Regions from separate parts of the Mus musculus genome. Here all the other regions are linked to region 3. Evidence: chromatin contacts called from public Hi-C and HiChIP or PLAC-seq data. All regions are on one chromosome and are shown on one strand. Each heading gives the region's core, a stretch centred on a gene start, on an enhancer-like site or on the middle of the called end of the contact. The rest is flanking DNA. Distances are from core to core; before and after follow the strand shown.

Region 1 (3,402 bases), core at 221-2,720, 640 kb after region 3:
ATATGCCAAAAAAACTAAAGTATATTCCAGATATATTCAAATTATATCCATTTCCAGTCAGCAGATTGGTGTAAGTTTGTTATGAAATACAACCAAGGACAATCTTTTCTCCTTTCAATGTATTTCTGTAGATTTCTATGGAATGATTTTTAATCTAGTTCAAACTCATTTTGACAGAAATATTTTATAGAGAGAAACAAAACTCTACTATAAAAATAAGATACATTGCTGTGTGCATCCATTATACTCAGAATCCATGTCCTCCCATCAAAATCATGTCATTTGTTCTTATCTATGTCCCAGAACTTCACTTCCATCTCCCAAACATATTCGTATTTTGTTTTAGTTTATACATGTTCTCATGTTGCTCCAGTTACTATTCCTTTATACCCGACCACTTCATTCTTTGGACATTATCGCTTGACAATTTACTGTGAGTTTATTCTGCTTTAGAGTGAACTTTGATTTTACCTCTGGCTGAGTCTCAAGTCTATGGCTTCCCCACCCACTCCTGTGCAAAGGGCACTAAAGGCATATCAGGGAATCTAATTTTAAAGTTAGATGCCTTCAAATGGCTTAGCTCTAGTGTGAAAATAGGAATGTGATCATTTTAAGCTATAGTAATATAAAGTATATATAATAAAATAGGAACTTGATGCTTTGATTAAACAGGAAAAGTGACTCATACGTATAGAGCTGAAATTATATATATCATATATATGATAAAATAATTATTTATATATATATAAAGATAGGAGAACAAAATCAGAGCTTGGCCTTTGGTGTGTGGCAGAGACACCATGGAGGATGAGAAGGCTATGGTTTCCTTCTGGCTTTTTATTTTAGTTTTGGTGTTGGTGTTGGTTTTGGTTTTGGTTTTGGTTTTGGTTTTGGTTTTGGTTTTGGTTTTGGTTTTGGTTTTGGTTTTGGTTTTGGTTTTGGTTTTGGTTTTGGTTTTGGTTTTGGTTTTGGTTTTTCTCCAGAGCAAAGAAAACTTCCTTGGTCTTGGGGAGCTTAATTCGGAGGGGAGCTCGTGGTGCAGGACAAGCAATGATGACCAGAGCCACCCTATAGTTTTCAAATGTGTTATCTCACATCTAGGAAGAATAAGGACACATGGGCAAAGACCAAACAGAACGAATGTTGATTTATTAAGAAAAAGTGAAAAAGAGCTCCTGACAATTCCACTTCTGAGTGGAGTTCCAGGGGAGGAACACTGATACACCGCCCTGCACGGTGGCCTTTTATAGGTCTTATGATTGGTCTAAGGTGATGTTTATTAAGACTGGTCTCATCTAGGGTCAAAGCTAGGGTCATCGCAGGTCAATCAGAAATGGGTCCATATACCTCGGCCTCACTGTAGAAGTGACTACATGTCATTTGTCCCAGCAAGGGAGTGGTCATTATGCTTCACCACTTATGATTCAATGGACCCCGCCCTTACTGCCTAAAGGGAACTTACTCTTGTCTCACTATGACTAATGCCAGGCAGAACTATATTCCACTAGCCAGGCATGTAATCCTAGGATCATGTCACCTCTCCTAATCCACGGCCTCAAGATAGAAGCAGACATTGTTTCCTAACTTCAGAACCCCCAACTCCTCTGACCTCACTCTCCATCCCCAGTGGAAAGAGCCTTCTTCAGTCTAAGTCCAAAATCCACAGGTCAGACAATGGAGCTAAAATTTTCCTCCAGTATTCGGAGGAAGAAAGGTAATGGAAGCAAAAGGAAAAACATAGTCAGCTGCTGTCCCAGACAAAGTTTTCAGGCAAAGAAAGTGATGACTTAGTCATAAAAGTTCCAGAAAGAAAATTTTCCACACACACACACACACAAAGCAGTGACGGCACAGAATATTTTAAATGGTGAAAATAGTGACCGGGGATTCCAGGCTGATGTATCATCTGCCTGACATTCCTGTGACCCAGTGAGTCAGTCATTCCTGTCAGTACAGAGTTTAAGTCTCCTTGTGTGGGAGAACACAAAGGGGAGAGCTTTGACTGACATAGCTTTCCCCACAGCTTCCCCCAGGACAGCCTAGCTTCTCAAGCCCTCTTCTGCTTCAGTCTCCACAGCGTGGACAGCCTGTGCACACTGCCCTGAAGTGAGAAGTGCCATTTACCAAAGGAAGGTTCCTAGGTTAGATCCTCACATCCGGCCCATGCAGCAGCACGGTGATACACATGTCAGAAGAAGAGGCAAGGAAAAAAACAGCTCAAAAAAGCCCAAAATATCATGAGAGATAAATGGCGGCGATAGTGAGTAAATGCCCTACGGGCATGCGCAGTCAATAAAACACCACTAGCACGGCAGAAAGATCCCAGCTGGAGAAGATCAGAGGTGAAAGGCCTTCAATTTATTGAGAACTGGGGCAACGGGAACTTCCCAAAAGAAGGAATGGTTCATAGCTTGGCAGACAACAAGAAGGCTGAGGGAGGCAAGAAGGTACTTAGAGGGAGCTCAGGAGAGAGAAGGCCTAACCCAAAGATGACCACACACTCAGACAAATGTAGTTCCCTGGAGAGACTGGCCTTCGAAAGAGATCCAACACAGAGAGCTCCGATGAAGCTAAAATGAGGTGATGTCTATCTAATGCATGATGTTTCAAGAGAACAAGGTCACAAGAGGTTCCAGTAACCAAGAGGGGGGGAAAAATCTGAAAGACAGACATGGTCAGCTGCAGATAAATTCTGTAAGAGCTTTCCAAAATGAGCCGAAGAGAAAGGCCATTCAATCAAGGAAGAAATATCTGTTTATTTTCACGGACGATTATAGGCTTAAAAAGCAATCTTGGAGATTTTTAGCCTTAAATAGATAAATAGCATACTATTTTCTAGTCAACCACCAAATATAACCTGGTATCTGGAGTGCAATTTAATATGCAATTCCCAGAATAAATTATATTGCCCTAGCTATATATTTCCAGCCTTGTGAAATACCATGTGTTTCCTTCTCCTAGAAATGCACTTGGGGCTCCCTGCTTCTCCCTGGGCTGCTTAGGGTCGGATGATGTCTCCAGAACTCACTAGTGTAGATCTGGGTTCCCATACTAGGAGCCTTTCTGTGCTTTCAGGCAAAGAGCCTGAGTCTTTCGTCTTGGCTCTGCTCCAGATTCATGGCTAGTTTTCTTAGCACCTAATGCAAGCTAAACTATCCCCAAACACAAACACAAAGCAATAGAAATCCCATGCATAGTCTCCATGAATTCAGCACAGAACAAAAGGGGGAAAAAAAATCCTCCATTTCAGAGAATTCATTCAAGTCCCAGTTACTATATATCTTAATTCTTTGAAGAACATTAATAAAATAAAATAATAAAAATAAAAAAACCTTCCTACTTCAACAAACAAAAGACTTGGATACTCCTTCAAGCCCTGAATCTTTAGTCCTCCCACACTTT
Region 2 (2,969 bases), core at 328-2,827, 740 kb after region 3:
AAGTCATCCAGACGCAACCCGCCAGGGGCTTCTGCCCCGTGGGCTTGGTTCCCACTGAAACTCAAAACCACGCTTTGGAGCAAAGAGCCTACGGCCCGATCTCAACCTAGCTAATTCACCATTTGGTTAGTGAGGATGCTGCAGGTATCGGGTGCCATACCACTAACTAAGAACACAAAAATGGATAATACAACCCAGAGCAAGAGTAGAAAAAAAGATTTCACGCCGTGCCCAGTTCTTACACATTTAAAACAGATTCTGAATTCTTTGCACTATAAATGTCCAGCCTCAAAATACACACAGATGCAGGCATTGTATTCTATTTGCAGGGTTTTCACTATTTAAAAAGACCTCCACAGCAAATCTGTCTGCCAAATTGCCTCTCCCTGAACGCTTTGTTTCCAAAAGCAAAAATATGGTCATATTTTTTTCAGTCTGGGCTTCTGACCTCACATGGTTATGCCTTCACTTGAGTTTCTCTGTTCTTTTGGCAACTCCTCCTCTGGTTCTCTCAGACACAAAGGCATGGCAAAGGCAGCCATTATTTTACAGAACTCAGAGGAATCACCATCCAGAGGTCTTACCAGCTGGAACAGAAACCCCTCACATCCTGGGAAGAAGACCCTGGCCTACTCTCTGGGTGTGGGTACACCCAGGCTGCCTGCAAACTCACGTGAACCAGGCTGCAGGAGATGGGGGCTGCTTACCCCGGGATCACACTTGAGTCTATTTCTAGGATGGTGACTAGGAAGATAATATATCCATGCCTGCTCAATACCTGGCTTATGCACTATAAAAACCAAGACACGAGGCTGGAGGAAGGACTCCTCAGTTCAGAGAGAGCACTTGACGCTCTTCCAAAGGACTTGAGTTCAGGTCCCAGCACCTATATCATGGCTCAGGGGATTCAGCACACTCTTGTCACCTCTGCAGGCACCTGAACACACACCTGCACACAGAGAGACACATCACATAAATTAAAAAGTAAGGTAATCTTAAATCTTATTTTAAAGGAAGCAGAAAGCCCCGTGGCCTCTCCAGTGTGTGGTTAGGCAGCACTCCATTGGGCTTGTTGTTGGTATTAAGGAGAAAGGGCCACTGCTTTGAACAGTACCTGACAAGTCCTTTGGAGCCTATACTTGGATGTCCTCATCTGTTTAACCCTGTGAGATAAGACCAAGAGGAAGTTGGGAGTGAATCTCTTTTAAAGACGCCTTAGAACCCCAGTGGAAGTCCAATAAGTTTCATAGCCTTGTTCAGCCTGATTTCATATGACCTATTGGAGAGCCACTGGGATGACCACCAGATGTGTAGACCTCACCATCTCTAGCCTTCAGGAAGTGCACAAATGCTGTCAGCTACAACAAAAAGTTACCACCATCTCCATCTGACGTGTGACAAGCCCATGGGACCTAATGGCACACATATCTCTGGCAGAACTGGGCCTGCAAGACAAGTCTTGGTTTTCTTTCCAGGCATAGTTTCCACTGATGAGTAAAGTGTCTCCATAACCCAGTAAAAAGCTGTGCAGCTTGAGCTTCCCACAACCCCCTAACGTCAGGATGAGTGGAATGGAGGCTTGCCAGCCAGCTCTGGGCAAGCGTGCTTATCCCCAGGCAATCAGCCTCTCTCCACACAACTGACCACAAATAAGGAGCCCAGTAGGGAATTAATTAGAGCCTGGGAAAAAAGTCCTGAGCCCTCAGCAGTGTGAGCTTCTCTTCAGGAGTCCTTGACAGTTGTGCTGTAACAAGTGAAATAAATGTAGATGAATTCTTAAAAGGTCCCTAAATCTTGTAATTATTATAATTCCTTAAGTCCCTATTAGGAGACAGTCATCCTGATAGGTAAGATGTTTAATATCCTTTATCAAAATAATCCATTTCCTCCCATCATCAAGAACTTTTAAACAAGAAACAAAGGTCAGGAATAAGCCAGCAATTCCAGCCATGCGGTATAAAGTATAAAAAGAGTGCACACGGAAGAACATACGCAACATGTTACAATTCATGCAAAGTATCCTAACCATCACAGGCCAGAACAAGAGGAAAAAATCTTCCAAAAGCACCCGCTGTACCAACAAATATTAAATGGGGTTTGTGGGACACAAATTGAACAGCTCAGATTCCTAGACCAAAACGACAGAAAAGCAAAAACAAAAACAATCGAAAGATGTGGATGGCTGAAAAGCAGAGAATTTTCTGGAAGTGATCTGCTCTCAGCGGGGACATTTACTTAATCGGCTTCTCTCAAACCAAAGCCAATGCATCTGTTCGCGAATGCTCCAACAGTGAGTCTCTGAAACGTGACCAATTGTCCTCTTACGCAACCAACGGTGGAATTGGCCATGTTCGATAATTTGAGAATCTCTCACCATGACCAAACATGGAATCTAGTCCTGAGTAAATAGGCTTTCCTGAGTCACCCGCTTAGACATGTACACCCTGCTACGCTGTTCATTTCATGGTAAGAGCAGGGTACTTGGGTTCTTAACATTTAGAGTTGAGGCCAAGCCTGAAAATAAGCTTTTTTCCCTTCTTTCCTCCCTTCTTTCTGTCCTTCCTTCCTTTCTTCTTCCTCCAAACAATCCAGGCTCTTGTCAGTGTTCATGATTGCCTATCATAACTAGAGAACAAGAACACATTGTAGAAGATATCACATACCTCATAGCATGATACAAAGAAAGCAAGCTAGAACCTAGCTGGAAACCTCCATGCTGGTTAGCTTTCAAAAGTCCTCTGGCTGCTCAGGAAGTAAAGGTTTCCTTGGTCTAGCCCAGTTGTGAACCCTGCAACCAAAACTCCAACCTTCTGGGCAAGATGCATCTACCTGTTCAATAATGGCATGACTATTGTGAAGGTAACTAACTACCCTTTGATTGGGGTAGTACCATGGGAGGAGGTACCCATGCCTGGTATAAGGCAAGCCAATAATCTAGGACTGGGGATATCATAGGGCCACTGGGTAAT
Region 3 (3,100 bases), core at 268-2,767:
GCTGTTGACCAATCCTTGCTTCCCCCAAAATTTACAGCAGATGCAATCCCTTACATTTCTATGTATGTAAGGAAAAGGAGAACTTGAGTTTCTAGGCCTTACAATATTGAATTTTTCCAGGTAGCATCAAATTCTGGCCATAAAATAATAAAACAAATAAGCCAAAAGAATAAAATGTATTATGAAAACAATTTCTGTTTTTTGCAGATTATCATGTCTGCTACCTGGTAAAGCTTTTACTACAGTCTATTATTCTGAGTGTTTTTTAGCTAGTTTAAAAAAAAAAGTGACTATGTGTGTACTTCTACTATACTGATTAAATACCTTAAAAAACTAACATGTCTTCCACTGAGATTTTTCTCTTTTTTTCACAAGAAAAGATACAAACTATGTGGAAAAGGGCAATACTAACAGGTTCCCTCTGAGGTGGAGAATTAGTGCAATGTTGTGATTCATGGTTTAGCAGCATCAGCTGGAATGTCATCTGCAACATGATTCAGTGTGTATTCATCACATGAACTTAAAACATGTCTGAATTCCATGTCTTTTATAGTTCTACAAAAACTTTCTTAAGACTGAAAATGGTGGTGATTTTTTAAAGCACCCCCTTTAACAGGAAAGCAAAATGTACAAATGAGAGGAATGTTGTTTGTTATAAAATAAATTTGAAAATTGAGCAACCAAATGAATTTACTGTTAAAAGTCTGAATTTCATACTGAATGCCTGCATCCGCTTTCTTACTCATTTTCACAGCCCAGTACAAAGGAATACAATAACTCCACTCCACCCCCTGCACCAAGCTATGCTAATTGTAGAAACTGAAGACATTTTATCTCCATAAGGAAAGAGAAAAATATTCCATATATATTTTCAAAATCTAAGATGTGAGTCTCAGAAAATTAGAGAACAAAATTTTAGATCTCTTTCCCAAATGGTTTGCTTTGTTTAAACCATTTGGTTAAAGATGAAAATGAAATTTTAAAAAAGGAAAAAAAGCGGGGAGGGGAGAGAAAGGCCACCTTTCAAAGAAAGGTGAAGTCATCGATTTTTCTTGAAGTGTTCCACAAGAAAGAAGCAAGATCTGGTGCTATGTGCACCCCAGGGCTAGCAGCTGGAGGGCAAAAACCACCTTTTATCCATGACTGACAAATAATACATAATGAGGAGGGAGAAGCAATTCAGGGTTTCAACATTTCTCTCTCTCTCTCTCTCTCTCTCTCTCTCTCTCTCTCTCTCTCTCTCTCTCTCTCTCTGTCCTCTTTCAGGGCAGAGCATGGTGCTGCTGTTCCCACTTGTCAACCTTTGAGGTGCTGCCAGGAAAAGGGACTAGGGTGACAATTGTTCTCTCCTCCTGCAGTCCCCCCAAGCTCTAGTAAATATATGCGGCTTTTTTTTTTTCCAAATAGCATCCAGCTGCAAGCAATCCACCACTTCTCCTTGGAATGACATGCTGGGGGTGGGGCTCTGGAAATGTACTGCACAGTTATAATAAGCCCCGTAGAGTAAAGCTGAGATCTAAGATCCGGAGAGTGGCGTATGCAACTGGAGAATTGCATCAGTTGGTGGCTGATACACAGTCAGTTGGGAAAAGAGAGTTAAAAGGAGTCATAGAAAGAGATGAAATCCGAGCTCTGTTCACAAGTGAATTTTCAAAAATTGTGCCATACTGTGTATATTAAAAATAATTTTTACATTCCATGAAAGTGAGATGTTTAATGTAAGTAATTTATAGTACAAGTGAGACAAGAAAAATGAACAACCAGAAAAATCTAGAGGTAGGTCTTGTTAACATCTTTAGGTCTTTTTATTGTTGTGGCTGCTGTTGTTTTTTTGTTTATCATAGCCCAAAAGTATTGAACCTCTCAGAGACTATTTCTACATATACATATAGTTCACATCGTTGTGCCCTGTGTGTTGTTCATCAGACTAAGTGGTGCTAAGTGGTGCTATAATTGGAGATGAAGGAATTGTAGCAGGTGATAGTGCAGATTGTTTTTAAATTATTGCACACAACATATGTGCTCAATTCCTAACCCTATATTTCGCTGGATTTTTTTTTTTTTTTAGTTAGACAAGTCACTCTTTAAAAATCTTAATTCCTTCCCTAATTTCTTTCTCAGCCTGCCATTCTTATCTCCTTCTACTAAGGTCAAGTCTAAGTGGATCAAGGAATTCCACATAAAACCAGAGACACTGAAACTTATAGATGAGAAAGTGGGGAAAAGCCTCGAAGATATGGGCACAGGGGAAAAATTCCTGACTAGAACAGCAATGGCTGTAAGATTGAGAATCAACAAATGGGACCTCATAAAATTGCAAAGCTTCTGTAAGGCAAAAGACACTGTCAATAAGACAAAAAGGCCTCCAACAGATTGGGAAAGGATCTTTACCAATCCTAAACTGATAGGGGACTAATATCTAATATATATAAAGAACTCAAGAAGGTGGACTCCAGAAAATCAAATAACCCCATTAAAAAATGGGGTTCAGAGCTAAAAAAAGAATTCTCCCCTAAGGAATACTGAATGGCTGGGAAGCACCTGAAAAAATGTTCAACATCCTTGATCATCAGGGAAGTGCAAATCAAAACAACCCTGAGATTCCACCTCACACCAGTCACAATGGCTAAGATCAAAAATTCAGGTGACAGCAGACGCTGGCAAGGATGTGGAGAAAGAGGAAAACTCCTCCATTGTTGGTGGGATTGCAAGCTTGTACAACCACTCTGGAAATCAGTATGGTGGTTCCTCAGAAAATTGGACATAGTATTACGGTAAGATCTCATGATACCTCTCCTGGGCATATATCCAGAAGATGTTCCAACTAGTAATAAGGACACATGCTTCACTATGTTCATAGCAGCCCTATTTATAATAGCCAGAAGCTGAAAAGAACCCAGATGTCCCTCAACAGAGGAATGGATACAGAAAATGTGGTACATTTACACAATGGAGTACTACTCAGCTATAAAAACAATGAATTTATGAAATTCCTAGGCAAATGGATGGACCTGGAGGATATCATCCTGAGTGAGGTAACCCACCCACAAAAGAACTCACATGATATGTACTCACTGATAAGTGGATATTAGCCCAGAAA

What was found. HiChIP or PLAC-seq counts read pairs in DNA pulled down with a chosen protein or histone mark. A called contact is a pair of places that touch in the nucleus more often than the background predicts.
Region 1: a CTCF HiChIP or PLAC-seq map of the NIH/3T3 cell line shows a contact between it and region 3, with 7 read pairs. The contact joins two enhancer-like sites.
Region 2: a contact with region 3 is called in a Hi-C map of cortical neurons, with 2.2 times the contacts expected there. The contact joins two enhancer-like sites. A contact is called at or near these places in 14 of 39 promoter capture datasets (the 3T3-L1 cell line, the C10 cell line, HPC-7-derived erythroid cells and 10 more), 1 of 484 Hi-C or Micro-C datasets (cortical neurons) and 1 of 9 other capture datasets (embryonic stem cells).

The regions. Positions count from the first base shown.
Region 1 is chr13:90,795,536-90,798,937 of GRCm38.p6, forward strand. No RefSeq gene overlaps it. Among named protein-coding and RNA genes, the nearest start is that of Atp6ap1l, 110 kb to the right of the region's middle. Within about 2 kb of position 1,471, at least 54 of the 459 cell types and tissues checked have an H3K27ac peak or open chromatin away from gene starts, as enhancers often do. A contact at or near this core is called in the NIH/3T3 cell line, where this site is marked.
Region 2 is chr13:90,894,699-90,897,667 of GRCm38.p6, forward strand. All of the region lies in intron 4 of Atp6ap1l (ATPase, H+ transporting, lysosomal accessory protein 1-like), which reads right to left. Among named protein-coding and RNA genes, the nearest start is that of Atp6ap1l, 9.2 kb to the right of the region's middle. Within about 2 kb of position 1,578, at least 19 of the 459 cell types and tissues checked have an H3K27ac peak or open chromatin away from gene starts, as enhancers often do. A contact at or near this core is called in cortical neurons, where this site is marked.
Region 3 is chr13:90,151,599-90,154,698 of GRCm38.p6, forward strand. No RefSeq gene overlaps it. Among named protein-coding and RNA genes, the nearest start is that of Gm41013, 9.8 kb to the right of the region's middle. Within about 2 kb of position 1,518, at least 45 of the 459 cell types and tissues checked have an H3K27ac peak or open chromatin away from gene starts, as enhancers often do. A contact at or near this core is called in the NIH/3T3 cell line and cortical neurons, where this site is marked.